Regions from separate parts of the Drosophila melanogaster genome. Here region 2 is linked to region 1. Evidence: chromatin contacts called from public Hi-C data. All regions are on one chromosome and are shown on one strand. The core of a region is the stretch at or near the end of the contact, and the rest is flanking DNA. Distances in the headings are between cores, read along the strand shown.

Region 1 (3,986 bases), core at 473-2,972:
TTTCTCGTTTCGTGGCAAGAAATTAGCAAATGATTTTCCATTTTTTCTCTTTTTTCTGCCTTTTAACCCAAATACGGCGGTGGCGATTTTTTCGCATTAGAATTATGTAAGCCAATGCCCCATATATGAAGTAGGCCTATGCGATACTTACACAAGTATCTTTCTCCGGTTTAGATTTTGTAATCGCTTTTGCTCTCCGCATAATTGGCCAATGGAGGTTCTGCTCACTCGCAACTTATCTCCTTATCGGTAGCCAAGGAGAGACGCCGAGTCCCCGATTCCTAGTCGCAGGGATTATGTCACTAGTCGGGCAACGTAACTCAATTACAAAATCGGATTAGCAAATGCAGAAAATCCGAATTCAGCAAATATCTCCCGTTCGCAGTGCAGCTGATGTGGTGTGGCCATATGGTCACTTGATAGCCACAGCCGAGTCCAATAGGTCGGGTCAAGGCCCAAGACTTGTTGCTGGGAAATTCGCGACAACGAGTCGTATACGTAATGCGGCTACCTAGAACTTGCTGCGCTAGCCGAAATTTCCGTTTTTGGGGCTGCGGTCTCGGATTCTTGGTAAACCAGCTGCAAAATGCAACGAAAGCCCACACCATTCCGCATTTAAATATATTTTGCTTTTACAATGAGGAAACTTATACTTAAATTTAAAAGTCTATTGATATACATGCCACTCTTTTCGAATAAATTACATTTTGAGGTTTAATCATGACAGCGCTTTTTCTTTTATAAAATTATAGTTGTAAACTTCCTGATTAGCAATTTAAACACAAAACAATTATCTTGACAATATCGGAGCAGAATTATAGTATTCACTACCAATTAGCACTTGTAACCCCCCAGAAAGGTTGGCGCGTGACCAAAAATGTTTATTTTTTCACGCATAGAAAGTGTTAATATAAACAGAAGCTACGAGAATTTAGACAATATTCGACTGGTAAACGAGAAAAAAAAAACTTGAAGTCAAAAATATAATATAGCCAAGCAGGAGCCATTTTTCATAAATTAGATATACTTTATAAAATACAAATATTAAACGAAATCGTTGATACTAAATTATGCAAATTAAAAAATGTTTCAAACCGACACATTTGTTTATAAAATTAAAAGAGTAATTGCCTGCTCAGAATGCGACATATCATTAACGTATCTCTTAAAACATAACCCAGTGCATAAAATAAAACGCATTACAAAATCTCATTTAGGCAATCGCAACAAATTAGAAAGGCATATAAAACCATCTTGTCGAGGGGCAAATGCGTCAATCTATATGCATATTATACCACACCATAAAACAAGTAAAAGTACTTAATGACAAATTAAAACGAAAGATTCAGCCGAAATAAAAACAAATCATCGGAAAGTATATATAGAATTACATTATATTTCCTTTTGTGCGATACGAGAAATTTTCGAGTATAGAGAAATAGCGGTCATAAAAAATGCAAAAAACAAACGAGCGCAGCAAAAACAGAAAAACAGAAAATCACACAGATCGCAACCGAGTCGCGTATCATTTCTTAATGCGGAAATATTGAAGAAGAATTTCTGTTGTCTATATAAATACGAATAATGTGCGTTTGTGTGTGGACTTGTATTAACTGCATATGTAGCCCTAATAAACACACATTTTCGTACGACAATGAGAAATTGCCTGATATGCATATGTCTCGCTGCCTGCGCCTGTGTGCGTAAACAATGAGAATCCCGTGTCCGTGTGAGCAGTGTGTCTTTGCTGGTGTGCGTTATCCGCGAGACCTTGAACTTGAGACTGAATTTCCAAAAAGCGCACACACACACATACGCGCGCACCGAAGAAGCGAGAGAACAACAACTGGCTTTTATTCTGGCCACCAATACACAGGCAGTCGTGAAAGCAGCGAAGTTGGCAGCGGCATAAAAGCCAAAATAAGGCGGCAGAACAGGAATTTAGAGAGCAGCAGAGAGCCGCCAAGAAAGAGAGAGAGAGGAAGAGAAAAAAGGGGAATGGGAATGGGAATGGGAACGGGAACGGGAATGGGACTGGGAATAATGGGGATCGTGCAAAAGCGAGGCAGACGGAACCCAAAAAAAATATATTTGTAGTACGTACACATAAAAAATTGGGGAAGAGACATTCACACCAACAACAAATACTACAATTGCCAAACAAACACATAAATTATAATATTTAAATATAGAACTTTTGCGTTGTTGTCGCCCGTTCCTGTTGATTTTGCTTTCGACTCTTTGTGCATTTTACTTTCGTCTGTCGCTGCTGCATTCGAATTAACTTGAATTTTGCTTTCTTCCACACCCATAATTCTGTTTGCTTTTTTCGCTTTTTGCACTGCCATAAATTGTATTATTATTATTATTGAAAATAAATAAAGAAATAAATACATATATCCCAGTTGGGGAACATTTTGATTCCGGTTTGGCGCATTATTGCGCCGCACAAGTGAAATTATCGATACAAAGCAATTTCTAGTGGCTGTCGTTTTTGGCTTCAGCTATTCGGGGAATTCGCCTGGCATCCGTCACTGGTATTTTTTAATGGTTTTTTGTTTTGCTAAATAGAATTTGAATATGTTTTTTGCGGGCTAACAATTGGGGCAAGGCTAGTTTTATGATTGATTATTAAAGGAAGGGCGCACATTTAATGTAAACAACATAAAAATGCATGATTAAATGTACTAGGAAGATTTGCAAATTGATTTCGGTATCTAGAAATCTTTAACGCCTTAACTGAACACAGAAAGTTAAAGATAGATATTTATCGAAAATAGTTAAAAAGTGAACTTTCATTTGGCCATAATATGCCTTCAGCTCGTTTCCCCCGTAATTCGATCGGCCAAAACCAAAGCAATAATTTCAGCCAACAACTCCCAAGTATACAGTTTCATTTGCCTACTTTCCACTGATTAATGTCAGATGAAAATACTGGATAGGTGATAAAGGCTGAGCTCAATAGGTAAATCCCCCTTCAGCTGGGCCCACACAGAAATCACTTTCCGTTTCTTACAAAACCGCCCACAACTCACAAGCTCACAAATGTCGGTTGTTGGGCACATCAAAAATAGGCCAATAACCAAAATGCCATAAACAATTACAAATTGTTGTTGCTGCTGCTGCTGCTGCTGATGGTGCTGGTGTGCAATTGTTATTGCTGTTGTGGGTCGGACAGACAGGCGGGCAGCTTCTACGGCTTTCGGAAATGCTATGAAAAATTGTAAACAAAACTCAAGCACCACGGATGACGCCTTATCCACCGCACAGCCGAAAACAAACCCAGCCAAACTGAGTATAAAAAACAAAAAGCATATCGGCTCTATAAGGCGAACTAATCATTTAGAGGTAACAAGCAGGCAGCGATGGCTCGTACCTACATTGACCTACTATTGCGGCAAATGCTGCGCTATCCGCCGGAATTGTGATGTAACTGTCCCAAAATGCCGCGCACATATCAACGAGCCAGTTCGGTTCAAGTCCAAATTCGAATTCAACAAAGAAAAATAGCAAAAACCCACCAGCTCACATGCACATGACTTTACCGTTAATTTCTTTGACATGTCTCTCTGTGTGTGTGTTGTTTTTTATTATTATTATTTTTTTATGTTGTTTGCCAATTTTGCTTTGTTTTCTCGTAATATATTTAATTTTTTTCTCTTGTATTTCTGTGTGTTTTGTCGGTTGGTTAGTTTCTGCTGGTTTTATTAGACCGCATTTTTAGAGGTCAGCGCACATTTGGCGCAGCATTGCAATGTTTTGTAGACTCTATTACCACTGGCTATTTGTCTTTCTTTCTGCCGTGTTTGTGTTTGTTTATGCACCATTAACGCTGAACCTCTGGCGGTCTGATTGTCGGCTTCTATAGCGTTGTTTTCTTTTCCATGGTGGCGCCACAAATGCGGTACAGTGAAAGCTCGGCGGAATAAACGGGGGAAGACCGATGAACTTCTTCCAGGAAATCTAAATTCTTCGCCTTCCTTCCG
Region 2 (3,986 bases), core at 977-3,476, 1.2 Mb before region 1:
CTCTCCTTTTACGTTTCACCCCCCCGGTGGGCGCTACCCGCAAGCGAACTACCTACCGCTCCTTTCACTTGCAGGCGAATGCAACTTATTTGCTTCTACGCATCGGGCGGAGGCTTGAAGGACCAAAAGCAAAGCAAAACCACCCGCCCACTGAAAGAGCGTCTACACGCTAGCACACCCTCGCTTTGGGGCCACAGAACCCCGCTAGCAACAAACCCCTCCCCTCACCTCACCTCCCCCCTCCCTGTAAAAAAGCGCGCATTGCATTTTAAGCAGAAAAAACACCCGACGCCAAGCAGCCCCCTAGCCGAAAACCCCCCCTTTTTGCCGCCTGCAATTGTTTTTGTGGCCTCGTGACCCAGTTTCAAGCTTCGTCAACTGCAACGCCGGCAGAGGGGGGCAGGGTGGCAGAGGGGCAGGGGCGTCGGCAGAGGGGGCGAACGTTTTAAATGAATTGCAGTCGCGCTGTGTGTGTTTCTTTTTCTGTTATTGTATATTTTTCTTTTTGCGCAAAAAGACGACGACGACGACGGCGGCGAAGAAGAAGAACCAAATCGGTACCATAAAATCGAGCAAATCAACAACAGACGACATATAAATGCAATATTTACAACGATTTTTCCGTTCAGCTTATTGCAATTGAAATTCCAGGCGGGGATTAGTCAGCTATTAGCACGTGGTCACCAGGCCAACTGAGATATGAATAAAATAAGGGGAATTCCATGGAACAGCGAAAGGGAAGGAAAGGGAAAAGAAGAGGAGTCATCCTAAAAAGGGAAAGTGAATGACGTTGGGAAAGTGAAAAGGATTTAATAATGTGAACAAGTCGGCTAAAAATAATATTTTGTTTATCATATAAGTATAAAACCTGTAAAGTTTATAAATATATATGTATAATATGTATGTATATACAAGAAATATTTATGTTCTTTAGAAAAAATCGCGTATACGACCTGTGGTCAGCTTTTTACTTTGGTTTCAGTTTTTGTTCTATTGGAAAATGCAATTTTGGGAAACAATAGATCATTTTATTAATTTAACAATGTATTTTAAAATACGCTAATTATATTTTAAATGTTTTATTCAAAAAATCTACCATAAATGTTTAGCAACATCATAATAAAGCGAATGATTTCAGAATGATGATCACCCAGCCCAAAAAAATTCTTTCCATATTAACTCAACAAAGTGATTGATTAGTATAAATAAATAACTGAGCAAAGCATGGCAATCAAAAAAGCCCCATTGAGCCACACCTGTTCCACGGCACCTTTCGATTGGTGATGATATTCCACATGACAGACAAGATAGACCGACGGACTGCGAAGTCAGCGTCGCCGTTGCCGATCTACAGAAATAACAAAAAAAAAAAAAAAAAAAAAAAAAAGAAGCAACACTCACTCAGCTGACCTCATTACAAATGTGCTATAACAAATATAATAATGGCTAATGAAATTAACAACGCAAAATAGTAGAGGCAAATTAAATATTAAATATTGTATAATTTATACGCGTTAATTTATTACGTTTTCGCCAAAAAGGTTTGAACAGGTTGCGTGAAAAAAGTGAAATAATGATGGGAAGGAGGGGAAGTAGGGGAGGGAGGGTATATGGGTGGTATGCGTAATTTATTGCGCATTGAAAAAGTGCACTTTGACTAAATGTGTGCATTACGAGTTTTCTGAAGCGCACTGAAAATAAATTAAATAGCAATCAGGACTTGTTTAAAAGTGTTTTTATCTTTTTTTTTTTGTATTTGATTAGTGAAGATAAAAGTCAGATAATAAATAAATGCAAACTTTTAGGATGTTAAAATCCTCTGCCAGTTGTATATTTATGGGTTTTTATTGCTCATCTGAATGATTACAGTCCTCTTGTACTATACTGCTAATGAGTATAATCTTATAATGTATCCAAGTTATGTTCTTATTCCTATATACATTAACTAAAACGAACAGTACATAATAAATCTGATATCTTAACTATTTAATTATGTTCAAGAAGCGTTTTACTTTACAAATCGATTTTTTTCTTGTAAGGTATGCTTTTTTTTTCTTAGTGTAGACGGACACATTTATATATAGAAATACACTATTATACAAATCTACATTAAGCTGACCTCCTCCTCGAGCGGCTCGCTGCGACGGCGACGCTGGCAGAGGCTGTGGCAGCAGCGCTGGCAGCGGCGAATTGCGGTCGAAACCGTCCCTGGGCGAATCTGTATCTGTGTGTGTGAGTGTGCTTTGTATCTGTGCGCGTGTGTGCTTGTGTGTGTGTGCGGCATATGAAAAGTGTGTCAAGGTTTTTTGAATAATATTTTGTGCAGCGTTAACGCGACGTCCGCAGAGAAAACGTTGCTGTTGTTTTTGTCTCTTTTTCCCTTGTTGTTGCTGCTCTCGATTGTTGTTGTTGCTATTGTTGCTGGCATTTTGTTGTAATCGCCGTTGTTGCCATGTTTGCTCTTTTCATTGTGCCACTCCCCCTCCCCTTTCGCCATCCGCCACCCATCGCCCACCCAACCCCCTTTTGTGTTTGCTCATTTCACACTGTCATCGTTTCTTCTTCTCGCATTTTATTTGTACTTAATTTTGCTTTGTGGACAACACATTACTTGCGCTATTATTTATTGTTTACTTTTTAATACTGACTTCTTTATATTCAATTTAATTGAGATTCGCGGCTTTAATTCGTCAATCAACCGCATTTCTTTCGCTCTTTATCTTTTGTATTTGGGCAGTGTGCGATAAGAAAAGCGAAATGGAGACGATTGTAGTAATGGTGTAATCGGAATGTGGGTGGCGCGATTTATTTCCGTGGGCTTTTTACTTTCCGTGGGGTAGGCTTAATCCGGCGTAAAGTTGCTGGAGAGTTGGCATAACCCACATGGGAGTGTGTTGCCAAACCTTTTCCTCTAACTCGCCCAATTAGCGTTCTTTATTTTTTTTGGGAAAGCCGAAACGAAGAAAACCGAAACACAAACGCAAACCGTTGTTTGCCTAAGTCGGTTATTTATGGGCACATATTTTTACCGCCTGGCAACTGATTCAAATATCCAGGTAAAAGTTGGAATTGTTAGGTTGGAAGGTGTTCACACATGAACACGAATATATTTAAAGACTTACAATTTTGGGCTCCGTTCATATCTTATGTAAATGAATCGAGAGCGATAAATTATATTTAGGATTTTGTTATCTAAGGCGACATGGGTGCATTGCTCAAAAACATGTAATTTAAGTGCACACTACATGAGTCAGTCACTTGAGATCGTTCCCCGCCTCCTAAAATAGTCCCTTAGTGGGAGACCACAGATAAGGTCCTCGCCGCTCAAGATAGGCAGATGTGCCCGAGCGTGGGACCTCGATAAGGCGGGGACTATTTACTTAGGCCTCTGCGTAGGCCATTTACTTTAAGATGCGATTCTCATGTCACCTATTTAAACCGAAGATATTTCCAAATAAAATCAGTTTCTTACAAAAACTCAACGAGTAAAATCTTCTTATTTGGGATTTTACATTTGGTCAATCGAGCCTTTAATCGACTCTGCAGTTTCCCCCTACCAAAGGTAAGGAACTCAGAGAAAGGCCAGCTCCTTTAAGCATCTTACAGCTAAAGGTAGCAAAAATAAGTGACTCTTGTTTCCCCCTACCAAAGGTAAGGAACAGAGTATAAATATAAAAAGCAAAAGATACAAAAGAATCTTTTATGTTTTAAAACAAGCACCTTATAGTCTATAGCTAAAGGTTGCTTTGTGTACCATTATAAATTGTGGTAAGGCGTGCTTGAGGCCATACATCAGCAATTGTGAAAATAAAAAGTGCCTGAAAACAGTGCCTTATAAATGCTCTAATAGCATTAAATCAGCTCATAAATAGAGTGCAGTGTATATGCCAAAAGAGCATAAATGCCGAAATAAATGGCTAAAAAACAAAAAATCTGACTGGACTACAAAAATAATAAAACGTGCCAAAAAAAAAAAAAAAATCATC

The links. Hi-C and Micro-C count contacts between places; a contact is called where the count stands out from the background.
Region 2: a contact with region 1 is called in a Hi-C map of the Kc167 cell line, with 2.0 times the contacts expected there. A contact is called at or near these places in 5 of 107 Hi-C or Micro-C datasets (the Kc167 cell line, the S2 cell line, larval brain and 2 more).

Annotation. Positions count from the first base shown.
Region 1 is chr3L:17,568,102-17,572,087 of dm6, reverse strand. All of the region lies in intron 5 of Eip74EF (Ecdysone-induced protein 74EF), which reads left to right. Among named protein-coding and RNA genes, the nearest start is that of CycT, 12 kb to the right of the region's middle.
Region 2 is chr3L:18,780,186-18,784,171 of dm6, reverse strand. All of the region lies in intron 2 of ftz-f1 (ftz transcription factor 1), which reads left to right. All of the region lies in intron 2 of lncRNA:CR45939 (long non-coding RNA:CR45939), which reads left to right. Among named protein-coding and RNA genes, the nearest start is that of ftz-f1, 19 kb to the left of the region's middle.